Regions from separate parts of the Drosophila melanogaster genome. Here regions 2 and 3 are each linked to region 1. A link is a contact called in public Hi-C data. All regions are on one chromosome and are shown on one strand. The core of a region is the stretch at or near the end of the contact, and the rest is flanking DNA. Distances in the headings are between cores, read along the strand shown. Region 1 holds the start of dikar (dikar,). Region 2 holds the start of AlaRS-m (Alanyl-tRNA synthetase, mitochondrial). Region 3 holds the start of Cbl (Cbl proto-oncogene).

Region 1 (3,434 bases), core at 487-2,986:
AAAACCGCCGCGTTAGCACCTGCGTCCACGACTGCGGCAGCGCCCACGGGTAAAAGATTCGTGCTGAAGCGGCGCCTGCACAACGGAGCCGTCTCAAGTCCGACCAATGGAAACGGCGAGGCTAGCAGTAATGGCGGTGCACTGATACCCCAGCTGGTGAGCACGGCGGCCGCAACGACGACGGGCGTTTCGTCCGGAGTCGCTCATTTGGGGCCGCGTGGGCCCAGCGGTGGACTGAAGATCCGGAAGATAGAGCCGTAGCACCAAACGATTCTCGCCCTGCGAGCTCGCGATCCGGATGCGCACATGCCCCACCTGCCTGCGCTGCTCCAGTTGCCACAGCTGCGGCACCACCTGTAAATACGCCATTACATTACATCGGTTATTCAATTCTATGTATCTAAACGTTTGACTCTAAAAAACTACACTAAACTAAAACTATAAATAAAGACTAAATTACTATGTATGAAATACAAGAAACTGGTGTTTGGACTTTTTAAGCGAGTATTAATGGGAAAAGTGAGAAAGTTGTTATAGTTTTTGGAAAGTCATTTGAAATGGAGTCATTTGTTTAAAAATAAATTCACAATAATTTGGTTTAATTCCTGAATTAATTTGCAATTTCAATGATCTTGAAATAACTTATTAATTTCGAACAGCTAAATTTATATGTATAACAAAAATAAGGGTTTTATTATATTACAGTAGTGCGTTACTTGTTTGTTCTTGGGGAGGCTTTCCCAGCACCACTTTATTTTACAACAAATTTCGTGGTCGCCCTTGCCCAAACCAGTTTCGCATGCCTCGCCATGTAGGCTAGAATCGCCATGTAGATGGCACCTACATGGTGGGACTCCCCGAGGCACGTTGTTGAACAGAATGCAATTTCGGCCGAAATTCGTATAAATTAGCTTGCAGACTTTTGCAAACATTGCATGCGCGCTCAACTTGAATTGCAGCTTTGGATGGTTTTGCATAATTTTGGTTAATCTTTAATTGATAGCCCCCCAACCCGCGATTTATGCCATGTAGTTACTTTAGAACATACATGACGACCTACATGGTGACTGGCACGCACACACCCGCACTTGTGCGTGTGAAGCAACAACACACACTAGCACGCCGCCATGTAGTTAACGGCGGAAAAGTTAGGTTAGACTCACAGCTGCTCTCGCAAAGGAGGGGTGGGAAGGCAAGAAAAAAAGACTGTTGAAGGAGGGGTAGCGGAGAGGCGAATGGCAAGCGAAAAGCGACCGGAAGAAGGAAATCGATCTATCGATAGAATCGGGGAATGTTGTAAATTGCGCATTAATGCTTACAAACTTCTATAGTAAACAAAACAAAACATAATACATGTATTGGCAAGCAGATTATTAAATTATTAAATTATTTTTTTATTAAAATTAAATTATCTTAAAATACTTTTCTTATCTGCAGAATTGTGTTTATGTGGAAAAGCAAGCATATTTAAAATAAAAATGTATTAATCTGATTTTAAAGTTTCATTGAATATATGTTTTACAAACTTAAATACTTTAAATTTAAAACTAAAATACACAATTGAAAACTATTTAATATGAAAAATATGAAAGGTGAACCGTTTTGAAGAAATAAAGTCGATTTACCAATTTAAATCCAAAACAAATATATTAACTATCGTTTAGAGCCACTTTGCCCCGAGTGCCGCATCTCTAGTGAACCATCGATGGCTGGCGTGTTGACGAATTTCAGACCACCACTAGTTATCGAGAGCCACGATAATTTCTTCGCCGCGTTTGCTGCTCGCTGAAGAAAAATAAAATTAACCAGGAGCGCAAAAAAACGCGAATCGCGTATTGTCTGCGCAGATAGCCAGATTAACGGGATCGAAACGGGTAGGCATGCCGTTCAATCAATCGATCGCAGCGAACTGTTTAGTGCGTGCTGCTATTGTTGTGAAATAATTAATAATATTTTATGGCAGATGGAGCCCCTCTGCGTACAACTATGTGTGTGTGTGCCCTGGCATCCGAGTGTGTGCGTGCGTGTGTGTGGAAAAAGAAATTGAGGGGGAAAAAGCAGAAAGAAAAGATGACTGGGAAATGGGCGTCTCTAAAGTTAAATGACATTTTCACACGTAACTGAAAAATATATATACGTGTATTAATAAAAATAAATACACACTGCCCAGCAGGCAAAAAACGGAGGCGGAGAAAAGCCGTCGGTCGTCAGCCGCCGCGCGCATGCTCCACAAAATTGGAAGTTAAATAAACTGCTATGTACGCCAACTAAATCTGCGCACCATAACCTTTCATCGCGTGCAATTTGCGGTGAAAAGCGGAAAAAAACCAACTGCCCAAAAGCCGTGTAAATTGCACATTATAATTGCAAAATAATCGAGTGCAGTGTAGTCAAAATAGTAGTGCCCATTCGCGGGAGCGGGACGGCATGCAAACGTGAAAAAGTGAGCGGTTCGGCTATTGGCTCAATGTACTGGTGCCGTCCCGCTTTGACGCACGCCTTGGCCGCTTGTCGGCTGTCTGTTTTGATTTTCTCTTCGTGAAAATAAGCGCGCGTACTTTCTTTTGACCTACCGTCCACCCACTCGACCCTTCCCACTCCCATCCCCATCCCCTGCGCTGCCCAGACCCTTGCGTGCATCGGAATGTTTGATAAGTGATAAAGCCAGATGTTTGTGTATATATCGCCGCCAAGTGTCCCAACACACACACACATGTTGCACACATTTTTTTTGTCTGAATTCTGCGCTCGCTCTTTTTGCCGCCTTTTGACTTTCGGTCGTGTAATTTGAGCCTAATTCGTTAACGCCTGACCACATACGTTATATATACATATATATTATATACGCAGCCCGACTTCCACACCAGAGAGCTACTAAAGAGGCCCAGGAATTGTTCTTACTGACATCTATAAAATCCCGCAGAGGAGCAACGTTTCCAATAAGCAAGCATACATAAATGGTTTCTACTTTCATTGGATTATTAGGTGAGCAATAAATTTACCAAATCAGTTCCTACTTAACAAAACCAATATAATAGTGGAAATATATACAACAAGAGTCGCAAGTTACCGAAAAATTTGCTAAATCACATTGTTTTTCTCTTCGCAGACATTCAATCATGGTGGGAGATACCGTGTATTTCGCATTTCTGTTCATTGTTTAGTTCTGCCTTTGATCTGCCCGACATCGACATCGAGGTGAGTAACTGATAAACACCTTCTAAAGAGAATCAATCATAAAAAACGCACTGCATCCACAGGACCTCGAATCGGCGCTGCTCTCCGATGGTACCAGCGATGAGGATCAGGTCGCCCTAGTGCCCGAGTTAATTGTGCGCCTGCTCAAGGGCTGCGATGCGCTACAGACGGTAGCCAAGGAAATCACACACAGCAACTATCAGATGTTCTTGCGTCGCTTCCTGCGCCAACAGTGT
Region 2 (3,721 bases), core at 113-2,612, 1.6 Mb after region 1:
GAAATAGATATTGGATTATATGCGAAATTTGCAGGGCATGAGTACAAGCTTACTTTTGATCTGGAAGCATGCCGTCGGCCAAACAGGCGGTCACCATGCGTGCATGATCGGCTAGTATCCTATAGCTGGTGTCGAGTACTGCTGCATTTCCACCATCCGGAAAGCTGCCACTGTAAACCGGAGTCTTGGCCGCCTGCTGGATGCCATCAAATATCGGCGTGAACAAGTCCGTATCATAGTTAGAAGACTTATTCTGAAGCACAGCCGTTAGCCGCTCAAAACCCATGCCGGTGTCCACATGATGAGCGGGCAATTGAGAGATGCTGCCATCGGCATGACTATCAATGCATAAAGAACCTTAGGCTAGGAACACAATCCACTTGAAGGCAAATCCTCACCGATTGTACTGTATAAAGACAAGATTCCAAAGCTCTGTGAGATCGGAACGACCTGCGTTCACCAACTTGGCTCGCTGCTCCACGCTGCCCAAATCCGGGCGATGATCTATGTGGATTTCGGTGCAGGGACCACACGGCCCTGTAGCGCCCATTTCCCAAAAATTGTCGGCGCAGCCAAAGGGCAGTATTCGCGAGGCGGGAAAGCTGCAAAGCACGAGTACTTAAGAAACCAACTTCTCGTTATGTAACAAGCTTTACCCCAGGCTCCTCCAGATCTCGAAACACTCCAGATCGGCTGGAATGCCCAGCACCTTGTCGCCAGCAAAGTATGTGACGTATAGACGACCTGGATCAATGTTGTAGGGACCACGGAGCAGCTCCAGGGCCATTGCACACGCCTCCCGCTGAAAACCCAAAGGTCTCGTGAGAAAGAAGTGATAGAGGGTAAGCTGAACGCACCCACCTTGAAGTAATCCCCAAAGGACCAGTTGCCCAGCATCTCAAAGAACGTGTGATGATAGCCATCCGTGCCCACCACGGAGAGATCATTGTGCTTTCCCCCAACGCGGACGCACTTCTGGGAGTTGACAACCCGCTTGTGTGGCGCCGCTGCTGTGCCCAGGAACACCGACTTGAACTACAGCGAAGGCCATCGTATAAACAAGCGAACAATAGCTTTTAATGGGCCTGTTACCTCACCTGATTCATGCCCGCGTTAACGAAAGCCACAGTGGGATCGCAAAAGGGCACCACCGGGCTGGAGCGAACGAACTTGTGGCCATGATTGACGGTGAAATGATCCAAAAAGGTTTTACGAATCTCGCGCGCTGTCAGCACGCGCTGCAGCTGCTTGGCCGAGTTGTACATGCCGCAGTTCAATTAAAACCGCACCGGCAATTAAAAATGCTCGAGATAAATCTCAGGCCCGAACAGCTGATCACATGGCTTGCCATTCGCCACGAAACCCGCTCTTTATAAAAATTCCAATCAGAGTTGCCAGTCACAGTGAAGCGTGCTCACCAGCTGCAGCTGTTCTATTTTTTACAGGCGCAACACGTACATTTGGGCCAAAATAAGAATTGAAAAATTACAACTGAGAACAACGCAGTGGGTGCTCTAAGCCCGGCGAAAAAGCAAACAAATTGACCAGTTGATCTGATTTGAATGCGCTGGCACTGTTTGGTCACAGGTAAGTGCGTCTGGCAACCGTTGAACTTTGACACGCACGATTCCTTCGCTTTCACTTTCGCTTTTCACTCGCAGCATTACCAAAAACGGCAGCAAACAACGCAGTTTTCAAGTGACACACTTTGGACCCGAGCAACAGCTCCAGCTATGGCCACCAAGCGACGTCCGCTGCGTCCAAATTTGGGCGGTACTGCGGGAAGTCCCTCCTCCTCCGGTTCCAACATGAATTTCAGGCCCGGAGGACCTGACATCACCAGGTCGGAAGCGCGCGGAACGAGGCCCACGGCCGCACCCACTAGCATCCGCGAGATCCTGGTCATGGGCGTCATCCATTTGTGCAAGAAGACCATATTCTTCAATACGGACCTCAAAGTAGCCTTGTATCTGGGCAGTCTGTTTGTGATCTCCGTAATCGGGGACTTTGTGCCCTTCCCCAAGACGTACTTCGCCCGATCGGACAACCTGTTCAACCAGTACTTCGTGAAGATCGGCTGGGGCTGGACGCTGCTCTTCGTGGTGCCCTTCCTGGTGCTCTCGGCCTATACGATTACGTGTGGCGACCACAAACGGATGCTGCGACACCATTTCCCGCGCATCGTCATAGCCACCTTCTTCTGGTTCTTCTGGACCAAGCTGTTTAACGTCGTGGAGAACTCCTACGGACGCTGCACCACAAAGGGTGGGTATACAAGCATCGTGTAATGAATTTAATAATAACTATCGCGTGTGCGCTTCCAGGTTATGCGACCAAATCGAGCTGTTTGAAGGCTGGTCATCTGTGGAAGGGCTTTGATATATCCGGACACGCCTTCATCCTGATCCACTCCAGCCTGGTGCTGATCGAGGAGGCGCGTCCCATCATCCGCTGGGAGACCATCAAGGAGCACATCCGCAACGAGCGACACAATCGCAGCACAGCCGAGAACTCGGGCACGAATCCGCTGAGAACGCTGAACGAGGAGCAAATGCGCAGCCTGCAGTTCTTGTACAAACGCCTGACGCCGATCATTCGCACCCTATTCATCGGCATGGCGGCCCTGCAGCTGCTGTGGGACATCATGTTGGTGGGCACCATGCTGTACTATCACCGCATGATCGAGAAGGTGATCAGCGGCATTATTGCCATACTCACCTGGTACTTCACCTATCGCTTCTGGTATCCCACGCCCGGTCTGCTGCCTGAGGCGCCTGGCAACGGAAGCTTCAGCTATCAGCGAGAGATACCCACCTTCCCCTTCAAGCGACCCTCGCATTTATCCACGGGTGCGGCCACCACGAGCTCGGGATCCAACAGTTCGAGGACCAACCTCAATGGCAAGGCGGCAACGACGGGAGTGCCAAGGGATCAGCAGATACCCACGTTTATGGGAATGCCGCTGTTCACCAGCCCCAAGGCGGCCAGTGCAGCCGCCAATTTGCTGATGTCCGATCAGCAGAAACGGGAAAGGGATCGCGAGCAGCAGACGCTGGAGAGCTGAGAGCTGAACCCTGGTCAAGTCAACAGAGGGGAGAGCAGCCATCAAGCATAGAAGGAATTGATAGTTAGGTGACGGATTGGAATTTATACCAAATTTTTGTATATTCAGCAACGATGATATGAAACGATGATGATATTACTAAGCAAGCAGCCGAGGCTGGCACTGGATCGCGCGCTCTTCTCCTCATCCTCCTCCACCGCCGGATTCTTACCATGACACCCCAAGCATCCTTCATCAGCAGTGCGTAGCTTTAAGCGTTCTTATGTTCGTGTGTTTATATGTGCCCAACTTTAACAGTAAAAGGATTTGTTAACAAAGTCTGCTGTCCCGCTGCTCCGCTCACTTGTGCGCGAAGGCGGCGAACATGGCCATACCCAGGAAGCCGGCGCCCGCTCCTAGCTTATAGTTGCCCGGCGTTCGGGTCCACATTTCGCGCAGTATGGCAAAGTTGCTCGGCTGCAGGCGGTGGAAGGACTCGCGCTGCCGGAAGCGCAAGAAGTATGCCTCCACCTGCGGCAGCTTTCCGAAGGTCCAGAACTGATTCTCGAATCCCAGCTGATACAGTCGATGCAGCAGCAATCCCAGCGAGATATCCGCCACGCTCAGTTCGTCGCCGGTCAGCCACTCAACGCGTGGCGCCTGGGCGGTTAGCTCCTG
Region 3 (3,720 bases), core at 895-3,394, 1.7 Mb before region 1:
TGCTGCCTATAATGCCAAATAAATACTTGTTAGTAAAAACACAATAATATTGGGATAAGACAATAGCTTACCCATTTCACAGTATAGTTCGTATTGCTCTTGGGTAACGGTTATGTGGTCCTCTGTGGGACTTTGAACGGCAGACGACAGATCCGGATTGTACGCTTGGCCATCTGGGTACAAGTAGAAGCCCTCTCTGAAAATCAAACATAATGATCAGTTACGAATACACTCTTAAAATACACTAAAGGACATTAGGTTCTAGTACTAATACTATCTCTCACCGATGGCCATCGAGCAGCGCCTGGCACAGCGACTTGTTCTGAGGGATTGTCTGCAGAATCTCTCCCTCGGCAGTTACGTAGCCGATGGCCCATTGGCCCAATCGCGTGCAGGAGAGCCGGAAAACGTAGCTGCCCGCCTTGAGGATGTAGCGCTGTAGGCGAGCCTTCACCTCGTCGTATGTGAGAAACGCCACGTAGCCCGGATGTGTGACGGCCAGAATCTGCCAGTTGCGTAGCAGGGTCACCCAAGGCTGGAAGAGGCGTGTGAAGACGTCGAACTCGAAGTTGGAAATGAAGTCGTTGCAGGTAAGATCGATAGTGGTCTTTAGGGCCATGGCCTCCAGGCCGGAGATTATGGGATGTACTTTGTTAAGCTCCTGCCGGAAGATTTTCCAGGGAACCAATGTGCTGCAATAGGAAGGCAAAAATGTCAGTATGTGCTATTATTTTGCTTTGGCACAAATATATTCTTTGTTAGAATGCGGAGTTATAAAGTTTATTTAGGGGAATTCGAATGTAACACAAAAAGACCTTCTTATAAATTACTTGGGAAGGGAGTTCACAATCATATATGTTTGAACAGCTTGGAAACCCGAGAAGAAAACTCAAAATATATAATGTGTGGTCTTTGTTAACAACATATGTGATATCCATTTTGTAGAATTGTCCTTTTAAATTGAAAATATGCGCATAAACATTTGTACCCTGGGGTAGCTGCGCTAAGACCGAACCGGTTGAAACTGGTTTGATTCAGACACGAAATTGGATATTCAGAGTTATAATTCTAGTAATATTATCCATATCAAATCACAATGAATGAATTGAATTATAACACTTGGTTTTGAAACCGCACTTTAAATTCATTTAGTTACCAATAATACCAATTAGACTTGGCATTGTTATGGTCACGATATTTCACTGTCCAATAGGTTTCCAATAGGCGCCACTCACCTGTTACCGAAGTTGCTCTTCCAAAAGTCAGCCGCATCCGCTTTGGTGATCCGAAATTGATCCCCGGCAAAGACACCGTTGGGGAATATGGCCTTCAGTTCGCTGAGCATGTGGGAGAAGACCAGGCTGAGCTTGGTGAGATTGCGGCGGTAGTGGGAGTTCTCGTCGAACATCTTCTCCTTGCCCTCCTTGAACAACTTGATGGCCTGCTTGCACTTTCGCATCAGGTTGTTGATGAACACGTTGAAGTGCTCGTTGGCATGGAGCAGGTGCATCTGGTCCTCGTTCTTTGAGTAGATCAATCTCAGGCGCTGGTACGTATCCGGCAGGATGTCCAAAATAAACGGTGGACTATTCTTAAGATTCATCTTCGGCTGCTGGCACAGTTTGACCACCTTGTCCATCAACTTCCAGGTCTTCTCCAGCGTCTTCTTGTCGGTGGACAGACGCTGCGAGACGCAGGCTTCCGAGATAGCGCCGTGCAGCTTGGAAAGCAGCGATGGGAAAATCTTTGGCTGCGATTGCACACGGGTTCCACTGCCTCTCGTCGCCATCTTTTCTCTCTGCCGCTGCGCTGCCGACTGCGCTGCCTCTGCTTCCTCTTCTCAGCTCTTCTCCTTCTTGCTGCTGTTGTTGTTGTTGCTGGTGCTGTTCTCGTTGTTGTTGTTGTTGGTGTTGCTGGTGGTGCCCGTGTGTAGTAGTAGTGGTGACTTAAGTACGATTTTCCCCCACAAGCTAACCAAACGCGATCTATCCGATTGGGTGCCCGATCCTCACGGCTTTATCCTTGCACCTGGCGTGTGCATTTGGGGCTACGCGTTTCGGCGACGTTTGCGTTTTTTAAACCCACACAATATTTTCGACTTTTTCAATGAAATCTCGGTATGACCGCGGCCGCAACGCCAGTAAATACCAAACGAGCTCGCACGGCTGGTCACACTGATCGAAGGGTTGCATTTCGCTGTGACGTCATCGTTGACCCATGTAAAATGCCGTTACAAAATGGCGAGCTTTTGAAAAAATTCGTTACAAATTTATTAAATTAAATAAACTAATTTTTAAAATAATTTGAATATTCATTTTGGGAATATGTTTAGAAATAATAGACTTACAGAATATAATCTATTGGTAACGATTTTCTTTTTCACAGTTTTCCTCCTCGAAAGGAAGTATTTTAAATTGTTATTACACAATGGAAGTTGCTGCTTGTTTAATGAAATTGTGTTAAATATATATAGGAAATGCTTTTAATCTACTTTTTGTAGGAAACCTTTCATGAAAATATGTGGAATCTCACGTTTTATAAATTAAATATAGTACAATACATAGGAAGGCACTATTTCTTGTATCATATACATCAACTTAATTTTAAGTCTTAGATGATCGATCAACTATCGCCTTAAATGCGACTTGTGTTGGAAATTGATGCGCCATACAAAGTATTTCTTTCCTTTTGAGGATATACTTTGTATGTACGTATTTTTCCTGCAGAGGCGCGAACTCTCCCCTTGCCATATAATTTCCGCCGTTTATCGGCCGATCCAGCATGCCGGGCATTATTTATATAATACTCGCACTGGTTTTGGTTGGCGATCGGGAAAAAAAAAAAAACAGTGATTAGATGGAAAGAAAACCCGCAGAACTGGTGCGTGGCTTTGGCCTTCTATCGTTTATTATGGCCATCTTTTCGCACACAAACGGCTGTTTCTATCTTTCTATTTTTTAATATGCACTGCCACTGCAGCCGCAATTTTCACTTTCCATTTTTATTGGCAACCGCAGGCGAGCGCCGTCAAATATTTGGCCAAAAAAGAAACTGCACGGCTGCCAAAAGGTTTTTACGTCTCCGCGCCAGCCTGGCTTTCTTTTAATTAAATTTTGCTCTTCTGTTTTCAGTTTCTTATTTATTTTTTTTTTTTTTGGCGGTCTTTTCCTGCGGTTTGTCCCCCTCATTTCTATGGGATCTGCAGCTCGTCGTGTTTGGGGTATTAGTTCTGGGCACTGGCGCTTAAAGCCGAGTCACGCCTGTCATATGCAGTTTGGCTTTTTCCGTCGAGCTGAGATCGGCTCGGCATTATGTTTTGTTTTGTTTTGTTTGGTTTTGTTTTGGACCTGGCTCTCTCTGATCTGCCCAAAAAGCTAACTGTAAACATTCACTTACTGACCTCTTTTCCCATGCGACGGCCACTTCCACCTCCACCTCCACTCAATTTTCTTTAATGCACGCGACTCCGCCGCCAATGATCTGCTTCTTCACCTTCCTCCACCCACCGCCAGCGCACAGTGGTTCCAAAACATGTGGAATTTAAGCACCCACAACGCATTTCCCAAAAATGATGATTTATTGCACAAAGTTTTAAGGGAAAGTACTCGTAAGAAAAAAAAGCAACATTAAAATTCTTAAAAAGATTGAATATTAACTTAAAGCTCATATGTCCCGAACCATGAAAGATTAAGGATTATGTTTTGCTTAAGAACATTTATT

What was found. Hi-C and Micro-C count contacts between places; a contact is called where the count stands out from the background.
Region 2: a Hi-C map of the Kc167 cell line shows a contact between it and region 1, with 2.6 times the contacts expected there. A contact is called at or near these places in 12 of 107 Hi-C or Micro-C datasets (the D17-c3 cell line, the Kc167 cell line, the S2 cell line and 5 more).
Region 3: a Hi-C map of the S2 cell line shows a contact between it and region 1, with 6 times the contacts expected there. A contact is called at or near these places in 11 of 107 Hi-C or Micro-C datasets (the ML-DmBG3-c2 cell line, the S2 cell line, embryo and 4 more).

Annotation. Positions count from the first base shown.
Region 1 is chr3L:6,741,466-6,744,899 of dm6, reverse strand. dikar (dikar,) reads left to right here and starts at 1,736. Exons shown (of 10, transcript NM_001274552.1): 1 at 1,736-1,874; 2 at 2,851-2,985; 3 at 3,110-3,198; 4 at 3,261-3,434. The coding sequence starts at 2,958. It overlaps velo (veloren), which reads left to right. Exons shown (of 9, transcript NM_206286.2): 9 at 1-474. The coding sequence ends at 261.
Region 2 is chr3L:5,143,739-5,147,459 of dm6, reverse strand. It overlaps AlaRS-m (Alanyl-tRNA synthetase, mitochondrial), which reads right to left and starts at 1,362. Exons shown (of 10, transcript NM_079208.3): 1 at 1,098-1,362; 2 at 862-1,035; 3 at 657-802; 4 at 399-602; 5 at 54-338. The coding sequence starts at 1,265. Fitm (Fat storage inducing transmembrane protein) reads left to right here and starts at 1,397. Exons shown (of 2, transcript NM_168110.3): 1 at 1,397-2,265; 2 at 2,325-3,378. The coding sequence starts at 1,563. The coding sequence ends at 3,064. Gdap1 (Gdap1,) reads right to left here. Exons shown (of 4, transcript NM_139688.4): 4 at 3,143-3,721. The coding sequence ends at 3,404.
Region 3 is chr3L:8,423,378-8,427,097 of dm6, reverse strand. It overlaps Cbl (Cbl proto-oncogene), which reads right to left and starts at 2,144. Exons shown (of 6, transcript NM_139967.2): 1 at 1,236-2,144; 2 at 285-692; 3 at 72-196; 4 at 1-6. The coding sequence starts at 1,789.